Linked DNA regions of Zea mays: region 1 is linked to region 2. Evidence: chromatin contacts called from public Hi-C data. All regions are on one chromosome and are shown on one strand. The core of a region is the stretch at or near the end of the contact, and the rest is flanking DNA. Distances in the headings are between cores, read along the strand shown.

The links. A called contact is a pair of places that touch in the nucleus more often than the background predicts.
Region 1: a Hi-C map of tassel shows a contact between it and region 2, with 4 times the contacts expected there. The contact joins the promoter of LOC100276149 here to the promoter of LOC103636641 in region 2. A contact is called at or near these places in 3 of 25 Hi-C or Micro-C datasets (ear, leaf and tassel).

The regions. Positions count from the first base shown.
Region 1 is chr8:180,665,997-180,672,484 of Zm-B73-REFERENCE-NAM-5.0, forward strand. It overlaps LOC100276149 (Protein NUCLEAR FUSION DEFECTIVE 6 chloroplastic/mitochondrial), which reads right to left and starts at 5,173. Exons shown (of 4, transcript NM_001159440.1): 1 at 4,979-5,173; 2 at 4,745-4,872; 3 at 4,177-4,215; 4 at 2,960-3,273. The coding sequence starts at 5,133. The coding sequence ends at 4,196.
Region 2 is chr8:180,417,038-180,423,382 of Zm-B73-REFERENCE-NAM-5.0, forward strand. LOC103636641 (basic leucine zipper 6) reads right to left here and starts at 4,776. Exons shown (of 4, transcript XM_008658997.4): 1 at 3,997-4,776; 2 at 3,760-3,850; 3 at 1,766-1,892; 4 at 1,041-1,667. The coding sequence starts at 4,472. The coding sequence ends at 1,519.

The DNA.
Region 1 (6,488 bases), core at 3,923-6,422, 250 kb after region 2:
ATATAGAATGATTTTTTATTAAAAATGTTATTTTTTAAATAAACTCTTTTATCTTCTATAAATATTTAAAATCCTTCCACATTCGGCTCGTGTTAGATAGGAGTAGTAATTGATCATGATTCGTTTAAACCTTTAATTGATTTTATTTCAAAAATAAATAGAAAGGGTTTGACCCTAATATGATCTATCTTAAAATTTATAGTGTAAAATTTATAGAGCTATTATGACCCCAAGTGTTAGATTTGTACTATTTATATCAATGGTTTGGTGACAGTACCGGGATGATAAGAACTTTTTCCCTGAAAGCTTACCACAAAGAAAGAAATAGTATAATCTCATTTGTAATACTTGTATGCTATCTGCTCATAGTTTCGTGCGTGTTTCAATTCATGCTAATCAATAATGCAATGATATCCGGAACTGGATTGTGTCGATGTACAGTTTTGATCTTTTAAGGCACATTGCCCCTTGTATGAAATATAAGTACATCTAGGATCCACCTCTTATACAAAATACAGGTATGTCTAGGATTGTTGTTGGTCAAACGTGAAATTTGATCTTTAACAATCTACCTCTGACCCAAATATAAGTACCATATTAGCACAACATTGACCTTCATTATCTAAAAGGATATGTGGATTCAATCATGAATAACAATTTCATAGTTCTATAACTCCTTTCCTCTTTAAACGAATGAGGACTTGAGGAGATGGAGGAGCTTGATTGGAGGTGTTGGGTGAAACTAGTGCAAGTTCCTTGTCATGCAATTTATGTCTACTAATGAATATTGGTTGCTCCAGCCTTGTTGTTGTATGAACAAATGTGACGTGCTGAGCACTGAATACGCTAATGCTCTTTTGAATGGAAGTGATACGTCTGAGCTGAATTGGCTTTGCATTATACTTTTGAATAAACCGGGGTGTGTCTTTTAGCCCTTATATCTAATAGATGGATGGGCTACAACCTATAATATTCGCAGACAACTTTCATTTACAGTACGTTTTGATTTGTAGTTTACTTCTATTTTGCCAGCTTAAACTTCTCTATTCTTTTAACAAATCATTAGGAAACAATCTATTTTTAATCATCGAACTATTGTATGGGTTTTTGAACATCGAATTTCAGAAGTAGGCATCGAAGTATCAATAGGACTAGTTTTTCAAAGTAGTTTTGCTTTTATATGTTTTTAAACAAAAAAATGATTAAATAATATCGATTCATTTAAATCAAAATAATAAAACCACTATATTTTTAAAAAAAAATAATCCATTTATTGATGGTCTGTTTAGAGTTATATGGATAATTACTCATTAAAAAATCTACCAAAGAAGTTCTTTGATAAGTTCTTCCTAGAGAAGGGGAGTTCCTAAACAAATTATAGAAACCGGGAGTTAGAAAAAGGAAGCTTCTATCAGCTCCTCTCATATTTTCCTCTTCGCGGGTCCACGTCGCATGAGGAGCTACGTTTTCAACTAAACATAGTGCTTTTTATAGTTTTTTTTTTGAAAATAAGGAGAGAGTTGTTTTATAGAGAAGTTAGAGCTAGAGCTAGAAGAGCCTTACCAAAGGGGGCTTATTTAGACCCTGTTTGGCAAAGCATCACTTTAATCATTTGAATTATGTTTCAGTTTTTTCTATTCAAACAGGTCTATCTGGAGGAGCTTTAGATTCAAAAAAACTGAAACTTGAGGCCAATTTCATGAAATTTTCGAAGCTCCTCAAAGGGTATTTCAAAAACATCGTTTTCATATCTCATAAAGTTACAGAAAAAATACCCATCATGTCATTGTTTACATTACCTACCGATTCATGTCTCTTTCTCCACCCGCTAATCATCAAGGTTAATTAAAAAAGCCCACACAAATTAATTGTATTATAGAAACTGGAGTTTATATGTAAGTCAGATACTCATGAACCTCGTCTTACCAATTTATTGAAGTTATTTTATGATGAAGCTAAAAAACTGAAGCTGCAATTTTTGAAGTGAAACCCTCCAAATCGGAATCTTATTGTTTTGTGCTACATTAGACTATACAACCAAAATGGTTCCGATGGTTCGAGTACGAGGCGACACTAACCTCACACATTACATTCTCCACCATATCTAGACATTTCATGGATTATTGGATTTACTTTATTTAATCACTTAAACAGGTAACAAAATAGGTTCCTGATAAAACGGGACGTCGAACGTACATTCAAAATAAATGAAAGCACAACTATGAGCAATAAAATACTAGCAATAAAAACAATAAAGAGCTCTAAATAGAGCACAAATGGATAAATTGAATTTTAGAAGAAAAATTGGTACTGATTTCTTATTTAAAATGAATTAGCTATTGCTTTTAGATATTTAGCCATATATGTTGTTATTATTATTAAAAAATGGATAGGCAAACCACACCTAAAACCAATCAAAGGCCCAAAGTTGTCGGTTTTGATAGTCCAATGGTCGAACATACCAGTTTTGAAGTTACATGATCAAAATGAGACTCCGGCGATAGTTTGATAGCTAAACATAGGATTCTTTTGAGAAAAAAATATATATTGAATCTACAAGTTTAAATAATTGCACTAAGAAACTTGATGAAAACAATATTATGTTATAGACGATGAATTTTTCAATAAATTTGAACTAAGCTGGTGTAATTTGACTTAATGTCACAACTGAAGTAAACTACACTCTGTAACCGGAAGAGGCCTACCGTGGGAAGGATTCACCGGATGCGCATAAGGTGAAGATCACCTCCACGTCAAGAAACCATGTGGATTGAGATAATTTTGAAGCTCAATCAGCATTTGAACATACTACGCTTAGACTAAAACGCAAAAGGTGTGAAAACCCTTCTATTAAGTTTATTCATTCCAGATCTACTTGATCAGGCAAGTCGTCAAGACCAAAGTCTTTTTGACAGCTAACCAGCCAAAATAAATCTCAGGATCAATTCTGCAAATTTCATACAAACTGCAATCCCAGAGCACAAAACATGTTAACTGAGACGCCAACCAAGTACTTTAAATTCACGAGGTATCCATAATCCAGACAAGATACCATCACTGCAGATCTCCAGTAACGACAAATCATCCATCTACAAATAGAAACACAATAATCTGGGCTCAAGCTCTAGAATAACATCATATAAATTAACAGCGACGAAAGCTACATTGCTCTATGTTCCATTTATAATGGGCAAAACCAAGGCAACAGAGATGGCAAAATAAATAGCAGTCTAGTCTTCATCCAAGTTGACCTCCATCGCACTAATCACAGGCCTATAGAGATGCAATAAAGTCAAGAAAACAAATACAACTGAGGTAACATAATATTTAGAGCTAGTTTGGGAACAACATTTTCCCAAGGGATTTTCATTTTTTTCAAGGGAAATTAGTTCATTTTCCCTTGGGAAAACGAAAATCCCTCAAAAAATTGGAGTTCCCCAACTAGCCCTTATTGGAGAAATAAACATCATTATTGCACGCTATGCCTATCAGAATCAGCTACCACAGAGGACATTTTGTAAGAAAACAGAAATTTGCTAGAAAATTGTAATAAACGTATCATGTCATGGATGTTCCTTAAAATCGGAACGGACCTGAAGATCTGAGGTGACGGGATAATAATCTGCTAATTCCCATCTAGAGACCGTCACACGTCATCATTACCAGCTGGACCAATACAAAAGAATCAGTCTCTTTTTTTCCTCAAATTTGTAATTAATGATGACGTTGTATTCAAATTTATAAACGCTATTTGTAAACCCATCAATAGTTCGACTTCAGCAAACCATAGGCAAAAGTCGACCCAGGAAAGAAATCTCTCATATTGCCAAAAGGTCCAGAACTTCAATAAAAGATCGCTCAAAGTGACAATGGGAATCTTAGACACGGCACAACGATCGTGGCACAGCAGCGCTAGGTGCATTTTGCAGTTCCAAAAGGAACAATAAAAATATGTGGCTCAATACAATGTATGGCTCATGAAAATGCAGACTTCTTTTGTTCCATATTGTACATGCTAATGTGCAAGTGCACAATAGTCAATAGATGACTTTAAGGCAAGTTCCATAAGATGAAGATAGTGGGCTCTTCTTTCCACAAATCATTCCGACGCGTGAAATAGTGATGGAATCTAGCCATCAACAGTCATTATTGGTGGGATCTATAAAAAGTGTTCACCTTTTGGGTCCCATGAAGTTCATCTAGTTTCAGCTTGACCTACAACAAGGACCATGTGGAAAGTATAAGATTAATTTCAATACAAAACTTCGTTACCATATTTCAGTTTTAATTCGAAAATGTGTATGGTTTCCATGGTGGTAACAAGACGGATACTCAAGGCAAACTAAAAATACATATAGACACAAACCTAGGAACCTGGTTTTATGTCTAGTGATCTGATGTAAGGTAGATATACATTAAGTAATGTATATACAGATTTTTAGGACATCCTACAAATGCTACATGATGCTTGACTTGGCTTGTTAAATTTGTTGCAGCAAACATGATGCTTGAGACCAAAATTACCCCTCCCCCCCCCCCCCCCCCCCCACCCCCCAAAACATCAAATTCTTATCACTGAATTGATGGTCTAAAAAGATATGCATCCACAAAGGAAAACGGGTGCACGTATGAATTGTGATGGGGCATAAGCTATCTCCTATGTGCCAACAAGCAAATATGGTAAATAACAAATTAATCTAACATTGCGACACGAGGAAATGAAACTGAGGCCATGGGAAACCACCTTCTGATAGCCAACCGAATCCCTTGCAAGCCGGGGCGGCGAGAAGCGACGTCATGAGCGCTGAAGCCGTGGCGCTGTGCATGGGCATCAAGGACTCCAGACACACGCTGCTCATTTCCACCGGCGACCTACAGAACGAAACAACAGAAAATAATACGTCTGAGTAACATATTCAAACGGAGCAAAACAAAAATACGACGGCTCCACAGACCCAAAACCTAAGATAGTACACACCTTAGGAGTACACGGGGGGCAGAGGTGGGCATCCGCCTCGGCAGCGGAGCCGGTCCCGGTCCCGCACGCGAGGCGGCTCTGGCCACCGCGCTGCGGAGAGACGATGAGCCGCTGGACCGGAGGAAGGATCTCGCAGCGGAGGCGGCGGCGGCCATTGCGGCGGCGAGGCAGGCGGGTGCTGTGTTCTTCTGCGCTGTGGTGGCCGGCGCGACAGGAGACAGATGCCAATAAACCCTACGCCTGTGCTGGGCCGGGTGTGGCAACCGGTGGTTCGTCGTTGCGACTGATCCTGCGTGAAATTGGCCTGGCTTGGGCTGGGGCGGGCCGGCCGCATGAGTCCGTCATGCAGGTTGGGTTGGCCCATGCGCGGACGGGCATGGCTCCTCCGTCGAACGGAGATGGCGATGGAGATCCCATCCTCAATTCTTCACGGAGTATTTTTCCATTAATATCAGTTTGAAAACATCATTTTTAATGAGATTTTCATTTTCCTAAAATAAATTAATTTATTTTTTCTTAAGAAAATAGAGTTCCAAAACTAGCAAAAAAGTTAGGAATGGAAAAGTTTTTTCCCTCGAGGGAATATAAACAGGAAAAAATTCTCCCCCAATAGATTAACGTGGACTGGGCCATCCTCGTTCCTGTAGGAACCCGATGATTTTTTCTATAAAAATCTCTACTAACTATTAAGGGGGCAGTGTAGACTGCCCCCGCCTCATCCCCTCCTGCCCGCCCCCGCCGCGATTCTCTAACGTCCGCGGATCACGCGCACGATCCGCGCACGTTGACTGCCCCCGTCGCCGCGATCCCCCTCACCCCCCGCCGCGAGATTCCCCTCGCCCCCCGCCGCCGCGATTCCCCTCGCCCCCCACGTCGCAAATCCGCTCACGCCCTCGGATCACGCTCGCCCCCCACGCCGCGAATCCCCCGCTACGCCCGTCTCCCCCGCCTCCCCCACGCTTCCTCCGCACGTCGTCCACTGCCGCTCTGTCCATGGATTCGCTTCTCGCGCCGCGCTCCCCTGGTAAGCTCGGTGACGAAAAACCTCCATCCCGCGCCGGCGCCGCTCGCGATGTCAAGCCAGTCGTTATCCTCTCATCCCGCTCGCGATGCCCGGATCCCATCGGCACATGAACACCTCCACGGCTGCCCCCACACCGCCACCAAAACCCCTCTCGCTACCCCCTCCCCCAAACCCTAGCGCTCACTCTATCTCTCTCTCTCTCTATTCGTGACAGTCACCACCAAGGCACCAACAAAACCCCTCTCGCTCCCCTTCCCCGCCAAACCCTAGCGCTCACGGTTTCTCTGTTCGTCGGCAATGGTGGTGGCGGGGGCGAGGAGGAGGCCGGCGAGAGCCGCAAGCTCTTCGTGGGCAAGATCCTAGCTGGGGCGCAGGAGCCAAAGCTGCGGGCCCACTTTGTGGTCACGACGAGCTAATCGAAGGTAACGACCAGCTATTCCGAAAATGAATCTTCTAAGGCTTTTACATGTGTTTGTGATTCGTTTC
Region 2 (6,345 bases), core at 3,526-6,025:
AAAAAAGATAGATCAAAATATGGAGTGATTGCTAAAGTAAAACATCAATACAATCTGGATGCGCTCCATATAAATTATGCTGGAATTATGTCATTTTATAATCTCTGTTCGTTCAGTTAGTCGTTGTGAACTCTTTTCTAATCGCTCACTTCATTGGCCGTGTTGTATCGATACATATTGGATGCAGTAAACAATAACATCAGTTAGCTAAATAAAAAAATATATGGAGAGCAGAGACAATCAATAAAAAATCTTGATTTTTTTATGGATAATTTACATGTAAACCGTCGCAACGCACGAACAACCGACTAGTTGAAATGAATGCACAACAACATTTGCTGCCACTAGATTATTCAAAAAATTATTCAATGGTGATTATACGGGGTAGGTCACAAGGGCTCTCGACGCAAAATAATATCTTATGTCCTATTTGTGGTTAGTGTTGTATTCTTTGTGATGATATGTTTTTTGCCCTCAAGGGGTTCCCCCGTCCATCCTTTTATATGCCAAGGAGGGGGTAAGGGGTAATGATTACCTGATAGGCATCTAGTCGGTTACCTATAAGAACTCGTGACTGAGTCAGTCCCAAGTTGTACATGAGCTGAATTCTATTCTTTTATAGAAGTGTACTTCTTTATCTGCTAGGACATTGTCATATCTGTTGGGATCTCAACCATATCTCCTATTCCAACAAGATCTTCACCATATTTACCTTTTAGAATCCTCGTGGATGTAGGTCCCCTCCTGGGCTTATTCATCGAGTGTGTATAATTTTAAAGCAAATTTCAAAATGACAATTGTATATTGATAACGGGAAAAACATAAAATATATGTATTGACCCTTAATCTGTCTTACAACAATATTACCTTAGGTTTTAGGCACTTTGAAAACAAATATATTGATACAAGTTTTTTTCTTAGAATTTTATATTATTTGAATAATTGTCGCTGGGAATTTGCAAAGAACCTTTTTCTGTACAAAATATGTTTATCGTTCCGAGGGAGATAGAGAGAGTATAAGTTTATTACCAAACAGGTAATAAAATTGCAAAAAGAATTTCAATTAAAAAAACTCCGATACAAATGTTACTACGTTACAAAGAACAAAAACGGTAGCTGCCCTCACTATTTACTTGGGCCACCTTGCTAATTCTATTACACTGAACCTGGCAATAGTAAGAGATCTGGTCACACCGAAGGAAAAAGAAAAAAAAAAAGAAAGACCCTACAAAAATCAAGAGCCATCCAGATTTCCAGAGAAGAGATGTAATGCATCAAAAATAATTTACATGACAGATAAATTATCCTGGTGATTTCACCACAACTTGCACAATTAATACACCAAATCCAGATCAACATACAAAGAATCAACGCACATGTTAATGGAAGAATAAGAAGACCAAAAAAAAAGAAGGAAGAAAACATCCACAGAATCTGGAAATAAAAAATCATGATGCAATGTTCCCTCCATGTTAATGGTAAGTCGGACTGCACATCGGGCACGCATGGACTGGCTCGCTAGCTCATGAGCTCCTTCTCAGCGCGCACCACCGGTGGTGGCGGCCCATGGTCAGAAGCGGCGGCGCCGCCGGCTGACATCCTGAGGTTCTGCTGGTCGTAGACCCGGCGCAGCCTCTGGATCTCCTTCTTGAGCTCCTCTTGATGAGCTGAAGAAATATACATAGGGTAGGTAGTATACGGACCATTAGCTGACGGAGAAATTACGAAGCATGAGATGAGACGCACTACTACGTACAGTACTTACCGTCCTTGAAAATCTTGTCCTGGGCAAGAGCTGCGATCCGCTGCTTGAGGTGGCTGTTGCCGACGCTCAGTATGGTCCGCTGCTGGTCCAGAAACGCCACGCGAGGGGACAGCACCGACACCTCGTTCTGCAGGCAGGCGCAGGGCAAACAGACGGTCGGTTTACAAAGTTACAACAACACAACATCTCGCCTCGCAGAGCAATAGCAATAGCAATAGCAAGCAAGCAAGCAACTCCGACAAAATTCTTCACACGCGGCACTGGTGACGAGACCAAAAACCAAAAACTATTCCCATGCATGCATGTTCTTGGAGTGGTCTAGATTTTTTTTTGCGCCCCCCTTGCACTCTGGCTTCAGGTTCCAGCAGACGTGCAGTACTACATGTGCGGCTGAATCGAGTCGTCTGGAACAGGGCTCAGCGTGTGCGGCCGCAGCAAGTTAGCAGAACCGGACAGTAATTAACTGCGGAACCTTTGATCTATCTGTATACCAAGCTAGCTAGCGCCATGCATGTGCAGCAATTAGAGATGGCCACACGGGCCGCCCGGCCCTGCCCGGGCCCGGTGAAGCCCGACCAAAAACCGGGCCGGGCCTACTGAGCCTGCAGGCTCAATTTTCTGTCCAAGTCCAGCCCGCAGCGGGCCTAAACGGGCCGGGTCGGTCCGTTTAGCACGAAAAACGGGCCGAAAAGCGGGCTAAACGAGTCGGTAAGCACGTTTTAGTGTAAAAAAACGGGCTTAACGGGCCGTGCCGGGCTTGCCCGCCGTGCCTAGTTTCCTGTCCAAGCCCGCCCGCTTATTCGTACCGTGTCGGGCTCGGGCCGGGTCCAAAAAGTGGGCTTCGTGCCGGGCTCACGGGTCTCGTGCTTATTGGCCATCTATAGCAGCAATAATGAATATATATATTATTGTATTCATCCAAGCGTAAAAAGCAATGCCAGTACTGTCCAACCAGTAACACGCTAGCTAACTACCAACCAAGCGACCGGATCTTGCGCGAGGAGGTTCGTTCTCTACCAGCTCGGTGAGACGGTGACACACACACACACACGCAGAGAGAGACACACAGGGACCACCTCCAGGCCATGCAGGATGCAGAGGCATGTGCGCTTGGATCATGGCACTACGTGGGGTTTGGTACGTACCGCGCGCATGCACAGCACAGGACACGGGAGAAGCTAGGAGAGCGCGTCCTTATTGCTTTGCTTCTATGATCCATACCGGCCGGCCGGCCTTCACACGCATGCACATGGGGGGCAAGGCATCACTCGCGACGCTGTTGCTATTGCTAATGCTAGCCAGACTGTGCGCTGCATGCCGATCTATCTATCCATCCATCTACCCCTGCTGTTGGCGCCTACTACGCATGTCATGTGCTGAAACGAAGAGAAGTTACTCTATATACGTCCGTGGATTATGATATCGGTCGTGAGGGGATGTTGATGCATCAAGTGAGAATGCACGTTCTAGAGGTAGGGTCGTTTTGCAGGTCTGGGCTTGACAATCGGCGGTGGTGCTTAGTGTTGGTGCACACGACTTTTTTTGACAGTGTATCTAGCTCCTTCTATCTTTCTTTTCTTTTACATTAATAACAGGGTACCCTTATTACAATGGCTGAATCTATCAGAATTTCTGGGCTTGCAGAGACCGAATAACATCTCATCTCGAGCTGAAGCTTCCCGCCATAATCGTCTAAGAGAAGTTTTTTTTTTCAGACCATTTTGTTCCACGGCATGGATGCAAATGCATCATGCATGCGCGCGCGTCCTTATCGATCTAGGACGTTTGACGGAGAGCTGCTAAATCGTGCTTGCACAATTGCACATGTATGTACGTAGTAATTTCTTGCGCAATGTCCATTATTATATGCATGCTAGTGTTTACGCTGAAGGTAGAATATAATTGGATTATTTACGCTGAGCAAGAATGCAGTCGTAGAAGCTTCATATACGTACTATCGATATTATGTATAGTAATTGTGCGTGTATACGTACCTGCAGTGTTGTGACGCTGCGCTCGAGCTCGGAGATGTACTGCAGCTTCCTCACCCGCGACCTCTGAGCCGACTGCCGGTTGGCAAGGATCCTGCCAGAATTTCAAGCCCGCCGGCCGCGTTTCAGTCCACAGATCAAGATGGATTACCTACCGCCTGCAGGAGAAACGCATTGTTTGCCTGCGCACAATTACGGGCGGCGCACGCATGGTGTGCTAGCTCGTTCGATCGGGCTCACCTCTTCACCCTCTTAGGGTCCCGGATGAGCTCCGTGGAGGCGACGACGGCAGCTTGTCCTCCAGTCGCCGCCGGCGCTTGCGCATCCACGACTCCGTTCTGCTCGCCGCCGCCACTGCCGGTGGAGGGAGCGCCTCCCGCCGGGCCGCCGCGCGCGCCACGCTTATCGCCGTCGCTGTCGCTGCTGCCGCCGTTCTCGGACCCGGCCGCGGACGACCCGCCTCCGCCGGCCTCGTCGGGTGGGAACATGGACAGGAGCTGGTCGTCGTCGAGCCGGTCGAACTCGCCGGCCCCGCCGTCGGCCGGCGCCACCTCGACGAAGGCGACCGAGTCGCTGAGCGACCTGCGGTGCGCGCCCCGCCGCGCCGCCGCGAACTCGGCGAAGTCGTCCGCCCACGCCGCCGCCGCGCCGTGCTGGCCCCCCTCGGGCCAGTGGTGCACCTCGGTCGGGATCCTGGGCGGCAGCTGCTGCGCCATGCAATGCAACCGGCGGCTGGCCTCGCGCGAACAATGTGCGCGGCGGCTCTCGGTCTTAGCCGCGCCGCCAGCAGTGCGTGCTCTCGCTAGCTCTTGCGATTTGGCGCCGGCGCCTGCTGGAGTTTGGTTTTATATATAGTGGTGCTGTGCAGTAGCCGGGCGGGCAGCTTGTGCCGGGGCGAGGACGAGCGAGGGGCATGGAGACGGATGGGAATTGGAACCGGAGGGTCAGTCACATGGGACGAGACTTTTGGAACATGAGGACAGCCTGCGCCAGCTAGCTAGCTAGCGATCCAGTGGAGTGGACGCTCGTTTCGAGTGGCAGCGAAAGCTGAAAAGGGGCAGAGGCAGGCAGTTATGTAGGTGGGCAGGGAATCCCCGTCCACGTGCCGCTGTCCGCCCGCCCGCCCGCGGATCCACCGCTCCTCCCTCGTTTGCTGCCTTGGGCGAGCCGCGAGCGTGGCGACACTGCGGGCGGGCGCTAGAAACGGACCAGCGAGCGGTTGTTGTGCCGCCTAAAAATGGCCGCGTCACTGTCGCCATGCAACGACCGTGGCGCGGGCAGTGGCACGGGTGGGATCGTGTGATGCCGGCCGCCGGTACTTGAAACCAAGCGATTATTTAGGCAATTAGCTAGGGAGAGCGATTACATGCATGTCGTTGTGTTGATCACATGCCGGGACACGAGCTTCGTTTTCATGCAGGGCGCCGTGTCACGAGGATGCGCCCTGCTGGACCACCGCCATGGATGGCCGAGTGATGGCCGGCTTGATTTGTTTGGTGGTGACTGGTGACTTGTGAGCAGGCGATTCTCCATGCCGAGGTGAATCGGAGGTAGCGGCGGCGGAGATGGAGCTGGGTGAGTGCCTAGCACTGCCGGTACAAGAAGCAAACGAAAGTCGCCTGGTCGGCCGTGTCCTCGTCTGGAGCCTGGAGGTTGGAAGGGCGCCTTCACTTGCTTCCATAGTCTGCGCTGCGGTTCGTGTCAGAGATCTACGTAAATAAACAACGGACCCTTTGGTGGCAGCTTTGCGCCCCAAAAACCACTGCGCCCGTATCGTTCCGGCAGACAGCAGCATGTTCGCAAATCCCCTCGGGATCAGAGATCTAACCGTGTGTCCGTCTTTTTCCTCGCCGTCGCTGTCTCTCGCCACTCGGGCTCCCTACTAAGCGCGCTTTCCCTGTTCGGCAGCCAGGATCCAAACCAGTCAGTAACAAAGCCAGCCCAGGATCAAGTGAATCATAGGTTGTCACTCATTCCTGTCACCAGCTCGTTTCCAGATTCGGAACCAGTCCGGAAGGTAGGTGACCTGGACTCGTTCCGGGCCGAGGATTGAGGGATGGGAATTAAAATCAGGCGGGTTTGTTAAACGAACAACTCTAGGAGACTGGACCAAATTCTAAACTGGACTGATTCGTTCCTGCCGGAATGAGGCACGGAATGGGCTTATCCAGCCAAAACTAACGAGGCCTTAGAGTGTTTGGTTGCCCCAACTAAAGTTTAGTTTATTTAGCATCGAATGTTTTAGTCTAATTATAAAACTAATTACACAGATATTGACTAAAAGATAAAATAGACTTATTAAACCTAATTAAGTCTTTATTTAATATTTGTAATTAATATTTAAATAGTTGATGAGATAGGAACTAAACTTTAGCTAGGGCCTAGAAGATACACGAGTTTCAGGATCCAGGAAAGTAGGAAACCGAGTGGCATCTATAGGTTGCCAATGAATCGTGCCTGAGACCAGACCATCATATGCCGTGTCATTTTCGTCGGGACGAAGCACGACACTATTACACGTCGGGTAGTGTCGTGCCATCACGTGGGCATGAGGATTGGCCCAAACACAGCACTGTTGATTTATCTAGA